2 separate regions of the Macaca mulatta genome follow, and region 1 is linked to region 2. The links are chromatin contacts, called in public Hi-C maps. All regions are on one chromosome and are shown on one strand. Each heading gives the region's core, a stretch centred on a gene start, on an enhancer-like site or on the middle of the called end of the contact. The rest is flanking DNA. Distances are from core to core; before and after follow the strand shown. Region 1 holds the start of TTLL4 (tubulin tyrosine ligase like 4). Region 2 holds the start of RNF25 (ring finger protein 25).

Region 1 (7,673 bases), core at 3,174-5,673, 37 kb after region 2:
GGAGCAAACAGGATTTCTTGACTGATTGGAGGTGGGGGTATGACCAAAAGAAAGCAGTCAAGGGTGACTCCAAGGTTTTTGGTCTGAGCAGTGGGAAGAATGGAATTGCCATTAACTGAAATGGAGAAGGCTAGCAGTGGAGTGGTAATGGGTGGGAACAAGTTCAATGTGAACATCTTGTCTTTCAGTTGGAAATTTTTGAACACACACACAGGTAGAGGATAGTTCAGTGTACTTCATCACTACTTGAGCAGCTACCATATCTATTCTTTTGTTACTCAGGTGTTTGTTTGTTTTTGAGGCAGGGGCTTGCTCTGTCTCCCAGGCTGGAGAGCAGTGGCTTGATCATGGCTCACTGTAGCCTCGACCTCTCAGGCTCAAGGAATCCTCCTACCTCAGCCTCCCAAGTAGCTGGGACTACAGGCGGGCAGATCACTTGAGACCAGGAGTTTGAGACCAGCCTGGCCAACATGGCAAAACTCCATCTCTACCAGAAATACAAAAATTAGCCGGGCATGGTGGTGCACGCTTGTAATCCCAGCTACTCGGGAGGCTGAGACATGAGAATCGCTTGAACGTGGGAGGCAGAGGTTGCAGTGAGCCCAGATCGTGCCACTGCACTCCAGCCTGGATGACAGAGCGAGACTATCTCAAAAAAAAAAAAAAAAAAAAAAAAAAGACTGGGCATGGTGGCTCATGCCTATAATTCCAGCACTTTGGGAGGCTGAGGCGGGTGGATCACCTGAGGTCAAGAGTTGGAGACCAGCCTGGCCAACATGGTGAAACTACTAAAAATACAAAAATGAGCCAGGCATGGTGATACATGCCCGTAATCCCAGGTACTCAGGAGGCTGAGACAGGAGAATCGCTTGAACTCGAGAGGCGGAGGCTGCAGTGAGCCGAGATCATGCCACTGCACTCCAGCCTGGGCAACAGAATGAGATCCTGTCACCAAAAAAAAAAAAAAAAAAAAAGAGTTTAACAGGAGAAAAACCACATTTATTGTTGTACATACACGTAAGTGTCCTACAAAATATGAGACTCAAAGAAGGGTCAGATGTTCGAGGCTTATATAGCATCCTGAGCTACAGGAAGGAATAGGAGCTTGGGACTTCTGGGAGGTGGTGGAGACACAAGTTTTGGGATGGTGAGGGGAGGAATTCTATGGTAAATGAAAGTGGTCTTGTTCTGTAGATAAAACTCTCTCAGGAAATAAAGTTATCTCACAGCAGCCCTCAGGAGAATAGGTGATTGTCTGGGCACAGTGTGAACCTCCAGTTTCCTCTGCTGTGATCTCAGTTCATTTTTCCCAGTTGATAATATTCTCAGGGAAAGGATTCATACCAGTTGAGTTCCTTTTGGAGGAACTCAGACAACCCCCCGACTGCATCTGCTATTACCTTGTGCCCTTTGTCCAACGTAATCAACATACCAAAGTGTCATATTTTGGGGTGGCATTTCCTAAACGCCATCAACCATATAAGGTAATATTTACAAGTTCCTGGAATTAGGATACAGATCCATCTTCTCTATGGGGGGCCACCGTTCAGCTCCCTACAATAAGAGAATAAATAGTAGTTTCTTAACGTTGTCTATGCTCTATTTTTCTTTTTTTTTTTTTTTAAGAGAGGGGATCACCAGGGTGGAGCACAGTGGTGCAGTGTTAGCTCACTGTAGCCTCAAACTCCTGGACTCAAGCAGTCCTCCGACCTCAGCCTCTCAAATACTGGGAGTACAGACTTGAGCCATTGGGCCTACCACATCAGCTATGTTCTTAATGTTCCCAATCCTTATTCAGATTTTTCCATAGTCTTGACAACGAAGAATCTTGGGGTTCATAAATTTGAAAAGGAGAGCTTTATTTCTTATAAAGGGTTGCAGCCTGCAAGGTGGCCATTCTGTCAGGCTAGGAAGTATAGTTTCTGGCAGAAGCTGATAGCAGGTACTTTGAGGGAGGGGTAAAGGGAACAGAAATTTACACAGAGTGGGCTGGCTAAATATACATATTTAATAAGCTATAGGAGGAGTCATGATTATGACAGAGACAAGTACATGCACAATTGAGCTTCATGCCTCTTCATGGGTTGCATATTCAAAAAATGGCTGCATTCACGTGATCGTAGGGAGCAGTTTTCAGCCCTCTGATGTCAAAAGGTATAGCACAGGAAATGAAAACCCTCACTGTGCACCCTCCTCCAAAACCCATCTGGAGATGGTCAGTTTTAGGAAGGGATGTATTGTGAAACTGATGAGTTTTCACTTTGAAACTGCAAAGACAGTCTGGGCAACATAAAGACCTTGTCTCTACAAAAAATTTTAAAATTGGCCAGGCGTGGTTGTTTGTGTCTGTGGTCTTAGCTGCTTGGGAGGCTCAGGTGGAGGACTGCTTCAGCCCAGGAGTTTGAGGCTGCAGTGAGCTGTGTTCATGCCACTGCACTCCAGCCTAGGTGACATAGTGAGATCCCTTCTCAAAAAAAAGGAAAAAAAAAAAAAAGGAAGAAAAGTGCAAAGAGTAGGGAGTCTGGTTCTGGCCTCTAAAACCAATGAATCATCCCTTTCTTGATTTCTAGAGCTGGTTTCTGCTTACTCCTTAGGAAAGAATTCTGCTTAAAGGTTAATAAGGAAGGGGCGTATTGAGGCATGTTGGACCTCCCATCTCATCATAGCCGCGAACTCAGTTTTTAAGGTTGCTCTAGCGTCCCCTTAGCCAAGGCGGGGTCCATTCAGTTGGTTGGGGCAGGACTTAGAATTTTTGTTTCTCAGTCTCAAAAGTGTCATTTTACAGTTTGTTTGAATCAGGATCCAAACAAGCTGCACTCATTGCATTGGAATATATTTCTTTTTTTTATTTCTATTTTTTTCAAGATGAAGTCTTGCTCTGTTGCCCAGGGTGGAATGCAGTGGCACAATCTCGGCTCACTGCAACTTCTGCCTCCTGAGTTCAAGCTATTCTCCTGCCTCAGCCTCCTGAGTAGCTGGGGACTACAGGTGTGCACCACCATGCCTGGCTAATTTTTGTATTTTTTGTTGGACACGGGGTTTCACCATGTTGCCCAGGCTGGTCTTGAACTCCTGACCTCAAGTGATCCTCAGAGTGTTGGGATTACAAGTGTGAGACACTGCACCTGGCCAACATTTGAATATATTCTTAAATCTCTTATAATCTAAAACATCTCCCCCCATTTTTATACCCTGAAATTGTTGAAGGAAGAAGAGGTCATTTGTTCTGTACATTGGCCCACATTCTGGATTTGTCTGATTGCTTTTTTGTAGTGTTATTCAGTTGGAGTCACTCAACTTTTTTTTTTTTTTTTTACAAAAATACACTATACTTCATAAATATTTCTGTGCAATTGCATCACATCAAGAAACACAATGCACAGCTGTGCCATGTTTCGTTATCTAAGATTGATTAGTACATATAGGTGATCTTCAGTGTACATCCTTCAGTGTAAAATTCTCCCGTAGATTATCTAATACTTTTAGCATCCATCAACGACTGTTGACTAAATAAGTTATTTATTGAGATCCTTCCTCTGGTCCAGATTGTTTTCATCAGATTAGTTTTATCTTTGTCCCCTTTATTTCTGTAGCCAATTGCCTAGGAAAGATCCTTTCATCTTCCAGCTTTCTTAGATCTCCAAATCTCTCAGGTCTACGGACATCTGAGATAGTAGCACGATCTGTCTTGCCTGGGGAGCTAACGAGATAAGGAATTGAGTCAGTATTTCCTAAAATTCACACTTGAAGCCCATAAAGCAGGCAGGTGGTTTTAATTTTGCCCCGCTGGATAGGTTGGGGTTAGGGAAGGGCGGGTTAGAGGGAGGCAGAGTGAATCGGGGGCAATCTCCCCTTTCCTGGGGTCAAACTCAAAGGCTTTTACTAGAAATCCTTCAACAGAGACTGGGCCCTTTGATTTTCAATTGAGGCAAGGCCAAAGAGTCCAGGCCAGGCGTGGGGGCTCCCGTCGTAATCCCAGCGACCAGGAGGCTGATGCAGGAGGATCACTTGAGGCCAAGAGTTTAAGACCAGTCTGGGCAACATAGTGAGACCCTGTCCTAAGAAAAAAATTAAAAAAATAGCCCAGCATGGTGGCGTGCCCATAGTCCCAGCTACTAGGAAGGCTGGGGGCGGGTGGATCGCTTGAGCAGGAGTTCAAGTTCGCAGTGAGCTATGATCACGTCGCTGCACTACAGCCTGGGCGACAGAGCAAGATTCTGTCTCTAAAAAAGAAAACAGTCCATAGGGAGTAGGTAGAATCAGAGTAGAAAGGGAGAGTCCTGGACGCTCAGAATGGAGCCTTTCAGCGCTTTAACCCCGGGACTACATCTCCCAGAATTCCGCTCGCCCGGTCCCACCGCACTGAACGGACTGCGCGTGCGCGAGGCAGGTGACGACCCGCCCCACAGGCCCCAGAACCCCCGAGATTCCCCGCGCTTGCCTCCCGCCCTCTCCTTCCAGACCCTCTGTCTGTCCGCTGGGGGCGCGCGCAGTGAGTGGCAGGCGGCAGCGGCGCTGGCGGCCGAGTGCGCGGGTCACGCGTGGCGGTGCGTGGTTGCTAGGGGCGCCTGAGGCTGCCTGGTAGCCTAGCAGGCCGAGGGAGGAAGTAGCGTGGAGCCGGTGCCGAGCCGGGGCGAAGGTGGATCCCCTAGGTGAGTGCGGCTGCGGAGCCACGGGAACCGACCCCAGACCCTCCACCGGTCCCACGCTCCCGACCTCCCTTTACCGGAGTCGTTTCGCGCGGGTCCCCAGCCCTCCGGCCAGTCTCACCCTAGCCCCGCTCCCTCCCTCCACCTCTCATCACCCGGGAGGCCAGGGAGCCGCGGCCTCGGGTGGCCGGGACTTCGCGCCTCCTCGGAGCCCTTCTCCTCTCCGCCACGCCCCGCGAACTTAGTCGGCCTCGCCTCCGGATGCCCGAACCCTGCCCCATCCCCTAGTCCTGGCCTCCGAGCCACCTCTGTCCCGCCGTGCTGAGGTTTAAATTCTCTCTGGGTGTGAGCCTAAGCTCCTCGCAGGCCCCAGGGCCGAATTTAACATGGATATCTACATGTTTACTTCTCCATCCTCAGTATCTGTAGAGGAATACGTTCCTAAACTCTACAGATTCAAACAGGATCTGAGATCCTGTGGAATTTAATTCTTCATTCATCCATTCCTTTAATCATTCACTAAACAATTTTTAGTAAACATTGACAAGTATTTAATGAGCCTGGGTACAGTGGAAGGGATTGAGGGGATAGAGTGGCTAATAGGACAAGCATGTTTTCATGGAATTTATAGTCTAGGAGTTTATTAATCAAGTAAACGAGCATTTGCCATACTGTGGTGTGTGCTGTGATAGAACAGGAAATACTTAATCCGGACTTACTTAGAAAACGACATTATTCCCATTCCTCCTGGTCTTCACATTCCCATTCTGGATCTAGGAAATATTTTAATCCTTCCTAGATGGAATCGTCTTTGCTTTCTCAGATACTCCAAATCACCTATTCCTTAACTGCAACATCTGTTGATTTAGCCAATCAATAAGCATTTGGGGGACCCTTTGGGATAGTGTTCCATCCCATTCTTCCGTTTCTTGCACTGAGTACTGAGACACTGTTTGCATTTAAACCACTCACTTTGTGCTCAGAAAGTTAGCAGCTACTTATTCATTGGACTGAATCAATCCTTGAAAAATTATCAAGTGTTTTCTGGGAGTAAAGAGGTGGGAGGACATTCCATATACACAGTGGATTTAGGAAAGATACAGCAAGTCCTGAAAAGAGAACTGGAAACAGTTTGACAGACCTGAGCTAGATTTGGAGGGAGCCATCCAGGAAGAGGGAAGTTAGTAGGGGTTAGATCACAAAGGGCCTTGGATGTTTTACTGAGTTAGAACTACATTCCTGGAGCAGTGGTTTTCAAGGTGAAGTAATTAGGGCCCTAGACTCCCAAAGGATACACTTGCTCATCTAGCTTTAGATGAATACGTTTCCAGATCGTCAGCTTCCCAATGAACTCTTTTTTTTTTTTTTTGAGACAGTCTTGCTCTGTCGCCTAGGTTGGAGTGCAATGGTGCGATCTTGGCTCTCTGCAACCTCCACCTCCCGGGTTCAGGCGATTCTCCTGCCTCATTCTCCCGAGTAGCTGGGATTAGAGGCGCACGCTGCCACGCCCGGTTAGTTTTTTGTATTTTTTAGTAGAGATGGGGTTTCACCATCTTAGCCAGGCTGGTCTCAAACTCTTGACCTCGTGATCCACCCGCCTCAGCCTCCCAAAGTGTTGGGATTACAGGCGTGAGCCACTGTGCCCGGCCCCAGTGAACTCTTTTTCTACAACTGCCCTTACAAAAAAAGGGGAGGAGGCTGTGTGTGGCAAATCCCTCACACTTCCTAAATTTTACTATGGTGTATTGACCTGAGTGTAAAAATGTCCTCAGATACAAACAAAGAATACTTTGGAAATACTTATTTTCAGGAACACCTCCTTTAGTGATTTAAGTTACCTCCTAACACGGAAGGCTTCCCAATACACAATCCCATTAGTGTAAAGCGTGTTCCTTGTTAGGATATTCTGAAAAGAACACAGTAGTTAAATGTAATGGGAATGTCTTTTGGGACAATGGGGTTTTTAAGTTATTTTGGGTAAAACTTGTAAAATTTTTAAAGAGATTTAGTTTAAGTGTGTGTTACTCAGTAAGATAGTTAATAACTATTTTTAAGACCGAGTGTGTTGGGTCACACCTGTAAATCCAACACTTTGGGAGGCCTAGGCAGGCTAATTGCTTGAGCCCAGGAATTCGAGACCAGCCTGGGCAACATGGTGAAACCTCTTCTCTACAAAAAACAATATAAAAATTAGACAAGCATGGTGGCATGCTCCTGTAGTCCCAGCTGTTTGTAGGCTGAGGTGGCAGGATGTATTGAGCCCAGGAGGTTATCCAGGCTGGAGTGCCATGGTGTGATCATAGCTCACTGTAAACTCCAACTCCTGGATTCAAACAATCCTCCTGTCTCACCCTCCTGAGTAGCTGAGACTATAGCCATACGCCACCCACCTGGCTAATTTTTAAAAATGTTTAGTAGTGATAGGTGTCTCGCTATGTTGCCTATGCTGGTCTCAAATTCCTGGGCCCAGGTGATCCTCCTGCCTCAGCTTCCCAAAGTGCTGGGATTACAGGAGTGAACCACTGTGTCTGGTCTAGATGTTACCTCATATGTAAGGAACACATGGTTTTAAAAATTCTTTTAGGGGCTGGGCGCGGTGGCTCACGCCTGTAATCCTAGCACTTTGGGAGGCCGAGGCAGGCGGATCACGAGGTCTGGAGATCGAGACCATCCTGGCTAACACAGTGAAAACCCGTCTCTACTAAAAAATACAAAAAATTAGCCAGGCTTGGTGGCGAGCGCCTGTAGTCCCAGCTACTCGGGAGGCTGAGGCAGGAGAATGGCGTGAACCTGGGAGGTGGAGCTTGCAGTGAGCTGAGATCATGCCACTGCACTCCAGTCTGGGGACAGAGTGAGACTCCGTCTCAAAAAAAAAAAAAAAAAAAAATTCTTTTAGGGATACATGAGTAAAATCAAGTAAAGAGTATGTTCCAGGAAAACCACAGAAAGACAATTAGCAGAAAAATAATGTCAGATTTGGGTTTAAGATTACTGTAGTGTCAATATGTTGGTTGAATAGGAAGA
Region 2 (6,747 bases), core at 1,983-4,482:
TCTTTTGGGGTAGGATTAAAGGAATAGCTTTTGTCTACACAAGAGAAATATTATCTCTGAATCAAGGCTTACACTGTCTTAAGACCCAGATTCGGGATAGAACCTCTCCTCATTACTAGGGGGACTCCTGCCCACCGCTGGTTGAATACATACCTGCCATTTCCTTTAATCACCTGTAGTTCATCCAGATAGATGGACTCCAACACTTCAACTTCAGAGGGAAGGACCCTAGATAGACAGGAGTAGACTGACTTTCCATTACAACTCTCCCTGTGGAAGCCTGCTAAGGCCAATAAACGCGGGCTTTGTAGAAAAATGGCAATCTACCAGAATGCATTTTCCTGCTAAACTCCTTAAAAACAAGGAAAATGTTACCTTAAGTTTTCAACTGGCCAAATAGGAGGCACAAAAATCAGAATTTTAAGCATTATTTCTGCCAAGAGATGAAGAAGTGGATTCCAGAAAAATAAAATGACTAACCAAGGCTTAACATAGGTAGAACTGGGCCCAGAGTCGGGTTCCTGACTCCCTGTTTAAGTTTCATTCCCCTTAGTGGCTGACTTTCTGGTCTAGAGGTACGGCACCCATTTACTAGCATTAACGTTACCAATATTACTCCAGCCTTTCCCTACATCAATGTCCAGTGTGGATCCCAGTGCCTTGGCTACTGTCTACATACACTTTTAACACCAGTCACCCTAAGCCTTCTTAAAGGAGATAGCAACCTCAACACAACAGGTCTAGGGTGGTGTAAAGGCTGTGTTGTAATGGAAAAGCCAGCAGCCTCGGAGTTAGTAACAGGTACCAATCACTTACAAGCTATGCGATCTGGGAAGTGACCTCTCTGTAAGCTTAAGTTATCCTGTCTATCACATATAGATGATAACACCTACTCTCTAGGGTTACTATGAGGATAAAAGGTGATTTGTTTATATAAAGTACCTAATAGTATCTGGGCTATAGTAGCTAGTCTACATCCTCTTTTTCTTCCTGTCTGTATATAACCTTCTCCCTTAGAAGGAAGAGGGAAGGAGGGAGGTAGTAGAGTACTCTGGATGTATTTATGACCCTGGCTGTCTGGTTGATCTAGATCAGCCTGTTGAGGTTAGCATCCATGTTCCGATGTAAATCAGAGGACACACATGCATAAGCATAGAAACAGTAGTTGTATTGAAATTGAAGCTGAGTGATCAGTTTGTGTCTACAGCTCTACCAGGTGATACATGGAAAAATGCATACTTTCCTTTCTCATACTGCTCTCTCTTCATTCTAAGAGTAAGGCTGCTCCAGCATGACTTATGTCAGTTGTTGTTAAGTCTTAGGCAGAAACTTCAAAATATAAAATACAAAGCTTTACACCTCACAGAAAATAGTGTAGTTTTGGCTGACATGGGATGGGAGTCTCACAGCACTACAGGCTGCTGCACTCACTGTTGTTCTCTCCATGGCTCAAGGTGTTTCCCCTGAATCTTAAAAGTTCCCCTGAACAGGTCAACTATAAGTTATCCCAGCACTTTGGGAGGCTGAGGTGGGAGGATCACTTGAGGCCAGGAGTTCGAGACCAGCCTGGGCAACAAAGCGAGACTATCTCTACAGAAAATAAAAAATTAGCTGGACACAGTGGTCCCAGCTACTTGGGAGGCTGAGGCAGAAGAATCGCTGGAGCCCAGAAGGTTGAGTCTGTAATGAGCCATGATCTTGCCACTGTACTCCAGCCTGGGTGACAAAGTAAGACTCCGTCTCTTAAAAAAAGAAAAGAAAAAGTTTCCCTGAACACTTTGAAAACCAGTAGTCTAGATAGTCTTAATAAAGGCCAGTACTAGCAGGGCTCCCTGAACCAATGTAACACTGAGGTGTAGCCTCAGTCAAGTGGCCCTTCAATACTTTGCCTACCCTAGTTATGTGGGTCCTGGATGGGATGCTGGTAAGGTGGTGACAACAAAATGGGGGAGAGGGGACTGAAGAATGTCCTAGTATAAAGAATCTAAGGTGTGGAGTCAGATAGATGTGGATTTCTAGTCGCAATTTTCCACCTTTTGGCAAATCACTTTACTTCTTTGGGGCTCATCTAATCTTCCCAGGTGCCTGCACCTCAGTTATTAATGAAAAGGAGGCCGGGTGTGGTGGCTCACGCCTGTAATTCCAGCACCTTGGGAGGCTGAGGTGGGAGGATCACTTGAACCCAGGGGTTCAAGACCAGCCTGGCCAACATGGCAAAACTCTGTCTCTACAAAAAATACAAAATTAGCTGGGCATGGTGGCACAGACCTGTAGCCTCAGCTACTTGGAAGGCTGAGGCAGGAGGATCACCTGAGCCTGGGGAGGTTGAGGCTGCAGTGAGCCATAATCGCACCACCGCACTCCAGCGTGGGTGACAGTGAGACTCTGTCTCAAAAAACAAAACAAAACAAAACAAAACAAAAAAACAGACTTAAGTATATTACAAATCCATCGTGATCCTCTCAACTATTCTGAGGTAAATACCACACCCACTTTGTTTTTACAGCTGAGGACACTGACTCACAGAAGCTAGATGGCCTGGTCAGCATCACACAGCTAATAAAATGCGGAGTTAACCCACATTGATCCTACTTCCAAATCCCAGAGTCCTTCCATGTTCTAGTCTTTAGTTAAGAATGCTTGAGAGAAGGACTAGAGGGACTTTATGTGAGGTGTAAAGCTTTATTCAGACAATAGTCCTCACTAGTGCTGTGTGGGAGAGAGAAGGTTGAGGAAAGCGTCGGCGGAAAAACGCTGATCCAAGGAGAAAGGGGTACCGAACTGGAGGGCACTAGTTCTGAGAGGCGAAAGGGAGATGGGGAGGTCTGACGGGCAGGCATCCCCCAAAGCCCCTGAGAAAATTCATTTGAGGAGCATAGAAAGGGATAGCGTGAAGCTGGAGGAAAGGGGATCGAACCGGATAAGGCGAGGCCTGAACTGGTCTGGCGGGCGCAGACCCGGTCTCTTCTCACTCAGATCAGCGCCCCTCCACCCTCCCGTTCCCCAGTCTAGAAGATCTCCCAGAGGAGATGTCAGCATCTCTGCCATCCCTCATCCTTCGCTCCACCCCACACGCCCGCCGTACGGACCGTCTGCGACAGCTGCTAGGCCTCTGGACTAGACCCAGACTGTCAGCCAAAGCCCATGCCCCCGAAGTTACCAGTCCTCCTCCCCTGTAGCTGCAGACGCAGACGCCGCCATGTCTTCACCGGCCCGCAGCCGGAACCGGAAATGCCCTTAGGGAAGTCGGAGGCGGAAAACTAAGAGGGGTGGGCAGCTAGCGTCGTTTCTAGGCAACCGCAGACTCCGGGTCCTTAGCCGGGCCTGATGGCCCAGAGGCAGTTCGGATGCGTCCCAGGAAGTGCCCATGTGTGGTCCGCCGTCCCTCCCACACCTCTGAGCGCCTTTGTCCTCTGAACTTCTCACCAGTTCTAGCGAGTGAAATTGTTAGAAAGGGAGCCAAAAGAGACTGGCGAGAGGGGCGGGTGGAGAAGAATTGTAAGTCAGGCAACGTATGCAGGCAGCCAGAAGATATGGGGCTAAAGGCCAGGGAATCCGTCCCTGGGCCCGAGGAGCTTGGATCTCCTAGGCTGGGGATGAGAGAGGGACCCTGGCTTGCGAAGCGCATGGGCCAGGGGGTCTGAGAGCAGGTGCTGAGGAATCTGGGAGTGGCAGGAACTTGGGGGAGACTCGAAGGAGCAGGGTTGGGTGGGCGATGCTAGGTTAAGAGAGCAGGGTCGAGTGGGCCAAGCTGGATGAGGGAGAAGGGGGACCAGGTGTCAGGTGGGCATGGGGCCGGGTTGGGGACAGGAGGCTGAAAGTGGAGAGGAACTACAAAGAGATGCTGTGTTTGTTCCAAGATCGCATCATCTTTGCATCATTCTACCCTCCCATGTTTTTTGAGGCTTGGTCTTTGTGAAAAAGAGAAAAGGCAAGATGGCTAACATTTTTCCTTTCCCATGCCCCAACTAGGCCTCCCAGATGTTGTGGAATTGTCCCTGGATCTATAGCTCTTCACCGTCTCTACCTTTTTCCTTCTAAGAGATTCTGAAACCTCTGTCATGGAAAAGTACCACGTGTTGGAGATGATTGGAGAAGGCTCTTTTGGGAGGGTGTACAAGGGTCGAAGAAAATACAGTGCTCAGGTATTGTACAAAGAGGGATACCTTTTGGGTGGGATTTGGTACCCCCAACTCCAGTGGAAAATGGGTCTAGAAGGGATGTATGTATACCAGTTTATATTCCTAAGGCATTGACTCTCTCATACTTCTTATGGAGTATAAGCTCTGAAGTTGTATTATTTGGGTATAAGTTCCATCTCCACCGCTTTCTAACCCTAGAATTATGGACAAATTACTTAACTTCTCTATGTCTCAATTTCCTCATCTCTAGAATGGGGATAAGAACAGCAACTGATTGATGGCATTTGAGATTAAGTATGTTGTCACATTAAATCAGTTAGTACAGTGCCTGGCTCTTAGTAAACAACAAATATTATTATTATTAGTCTCTAGCACACCATGTAGTAAGAGGTAAACCACTTGAACTCTATTATTTCCTCTTAATTTTTTTTCCTTTCCTTTCCCCTAAATCTCATCTTGACTGCTTTGGTCAAATCAGAACACTTCTCCTAGAAGGTGAGATGTTTTGCCCATGCTGTTTCCTCCTGGGATGAGGAGTGGGGAAAGCCTGGATAAGGCCAGGGTACCATGGAGAAAATGGAAGCAGGAGACTGACAGAAATAATAAGAGTTACTCAAACACTCTAAAGTCTGACTTCTGGAGCTCTGAGATTAAGTCTGAAATTCTGGCTCTTTTCAGTAGTGTGATTAGGCATTAACTTTTCACCTTACCCCTGACAGGTCGTGGCCCTGAAGTTCATCCCAAAATTGGGGCGCTCAGAGAAGGAGCTGAGGAATTTGCAACGAGAGATTGAAATAATGCGGGGTCTGCGGCATCCCAACATTGTGCATATGCTTGACAGCTTTGAAACTGACAAAGAGGTGTGCTTTGACAGTTTTGGGCCCTGTCTCCCCAGGCACAAGGGTTCCAGGAATTTCCCAACCTCAGAATATATGAATCTGGAGCCATCAGTGCCACTGCCTTCTCTCTGTAGGTGGTGGTGGTGACAGACTATGCTGAGGGAGAGCTCTTTCAGATTCTAGAAGATGATGGAAAACTTCCCGAAGACCAGGTATGCTTCCTGCCTTCAACTTCCCACCACCAACCTCTCTCCAGGTTAGGAACTGGTAGAGCAAGCTAAGGACACTGAGAGTCTCCATTTCTTCTCAGACTTCTGAGAAGAATATAAGAGTCTAGGTATATAGAGGCAGTGTGGTGTGGGAGTAAATTATATAAACATTAGAGCCAAAATATCTGAGTAGGAAGCTTGGCTCTGCACCTTCCTAGCTGGGTCTGCTTGGACAAGTTACTTTAATTTCTTTGTGCTTAGTTTCCTCATTTGTAAAATGAAGATAATAATCATGTTTGCCTGATAAGTCTATGGTGAAGAGTGATAAGTCATGTAATGTGTTTGAATAGTTGCTATTAACATTGTTGTTATTAGATACCTTTAGGGAAGAAGGACCAGTGAAATGGAACCAGAAAGAGGGCAGTAAGAATAAAGGTTGTGGTGAGTCAGGATTTGGCACCAGGACATAGTGGTTAGCAGTGGGATTTTGTTACACATATCCTCCAGCCACATTTATTCTAGGGGTTTCTCTGTACTCAAGCAAGTAGGCCCCCCTTGGGATTCATTATTGCAGCATTCCCTTTCCTTCTAAGCACTCACCACTATTTGTAAGTAATCTTTTTTTTATTATTTTATTTTTAATTGAATTTTATTTTTTGAGATGGAGTCTTGCTTTGTTGCCCAGGCTGGAGTGCAGTGGCACGATCTTGGCTCACAACAACCTCCGCCTCCTAGGTTCAAGCAATTATCATGCCTTAGCCTCCCCAGTAGCCGGGATTATAGCATGTGCCACCATGCCCAGCTAATTTTGTACTTTTAGTAGAGATGGGGTTTTACCATGCTGGCCAGGCTGGTCTCGAACTCCTGGCCTCAGGTGATCTGCCCGCCTCAGCCTCCCAAAGTGCTGGGATTACAGGCGTGAGCCACCATGCCTAATCACCATATTTGTTTTATCTGTCTTGATTGTTTGTCTGACTACTTTTCTTGAAAAAAGGCATTTTGTTTTATTTAATAACAGGTAATGTGTATTGAATATATACTATGTGCCAGGCACCATTCTGAGTATTATTTTGCATGCTTTAACTCAATCCTTACAATAATCCACCAGCGTAGATGGTGTCAGTATATAGATTGTCACCTTAGTTTGCCCATGGTCAAGCAGATAGTAAATGAGATTCAATAAATTTTTCTTGAATGAATGAATGAGCAAATGAAAGAAGGATTAAACAAGGGGAACAATAACTAAGAAAGGAATAGTGTGAAGCTCTGCGAGAAAGGGAAGGAAGAAAAGATTAGCAGTAATATTAGGAGAAGTTTTTGGATTTGTCAGCCAGCTGCTGCTTCTAACCTTTTTTTCCTTTCTCTCACCTCTTTAACCTCTAGGTTCAGGCCATTGCTGCTCAGTTGGTATCAGCCCTGTACTATCTGCATTCCCACCGCATCCTACACCGAGATATGAAACCTCAGAACATCCTCCTTGCCAAGGGTGGTGGCATCAAGCTCTGTGACTTTGGGTAAAGATTCTAGCATCCATCTATGCTTCCAGTTCCACAGGGT

What was found. A called contact is a pair of places that touch in the nucleus more often than the background predicts.
Region 1: a contact with region 2 is called in a Hi-C map of CD4 T cells, with 3 times the contacts expected there. The contact joins the promoter of TTLL4 here to the promoter of RNF25 in region 2. A contact is called at or near these places in 2 of 14 Hi-C or Micro-C datasets (CD4 T cells and cortical neurons).

Annotation. Positions count from the first base shown.
Region 1 is chr12:123,946,411-123,954,083 of T2T-MMU8v2.0, forward strand. TTLL4 (tubulin tyrosine ligase like 4) reads left to right here and starts at 4,424. Exons shown (of 20, transcript XM_077957616.1): 1 at 4,424-4,652.
Region 2 is chr12:123,910,533-123,917,279 of T2T-MMU8v2.0, forward strand. It overlaps RNF25 (ring finger protein 25), which reads right to left and starts at 3,233. Exons shown (of 9, transcript XM_077957600.1): 1 at 3,161-3,233; 2 at 154-228. The coding sequence starts at 3,201. It overlaps STK36 (serine/threonine kinase 36), which reads left to right and starts at 3,249. Exons shown (of 27, transcript XM_077957592.1): 1 at 3,249-3,498; 2 at 3,973-4,145; 3 at 4,862-5,002; 4 at 5,116-5,193; 5 at 6,574-6,704. The coding sequence starts at 4,062.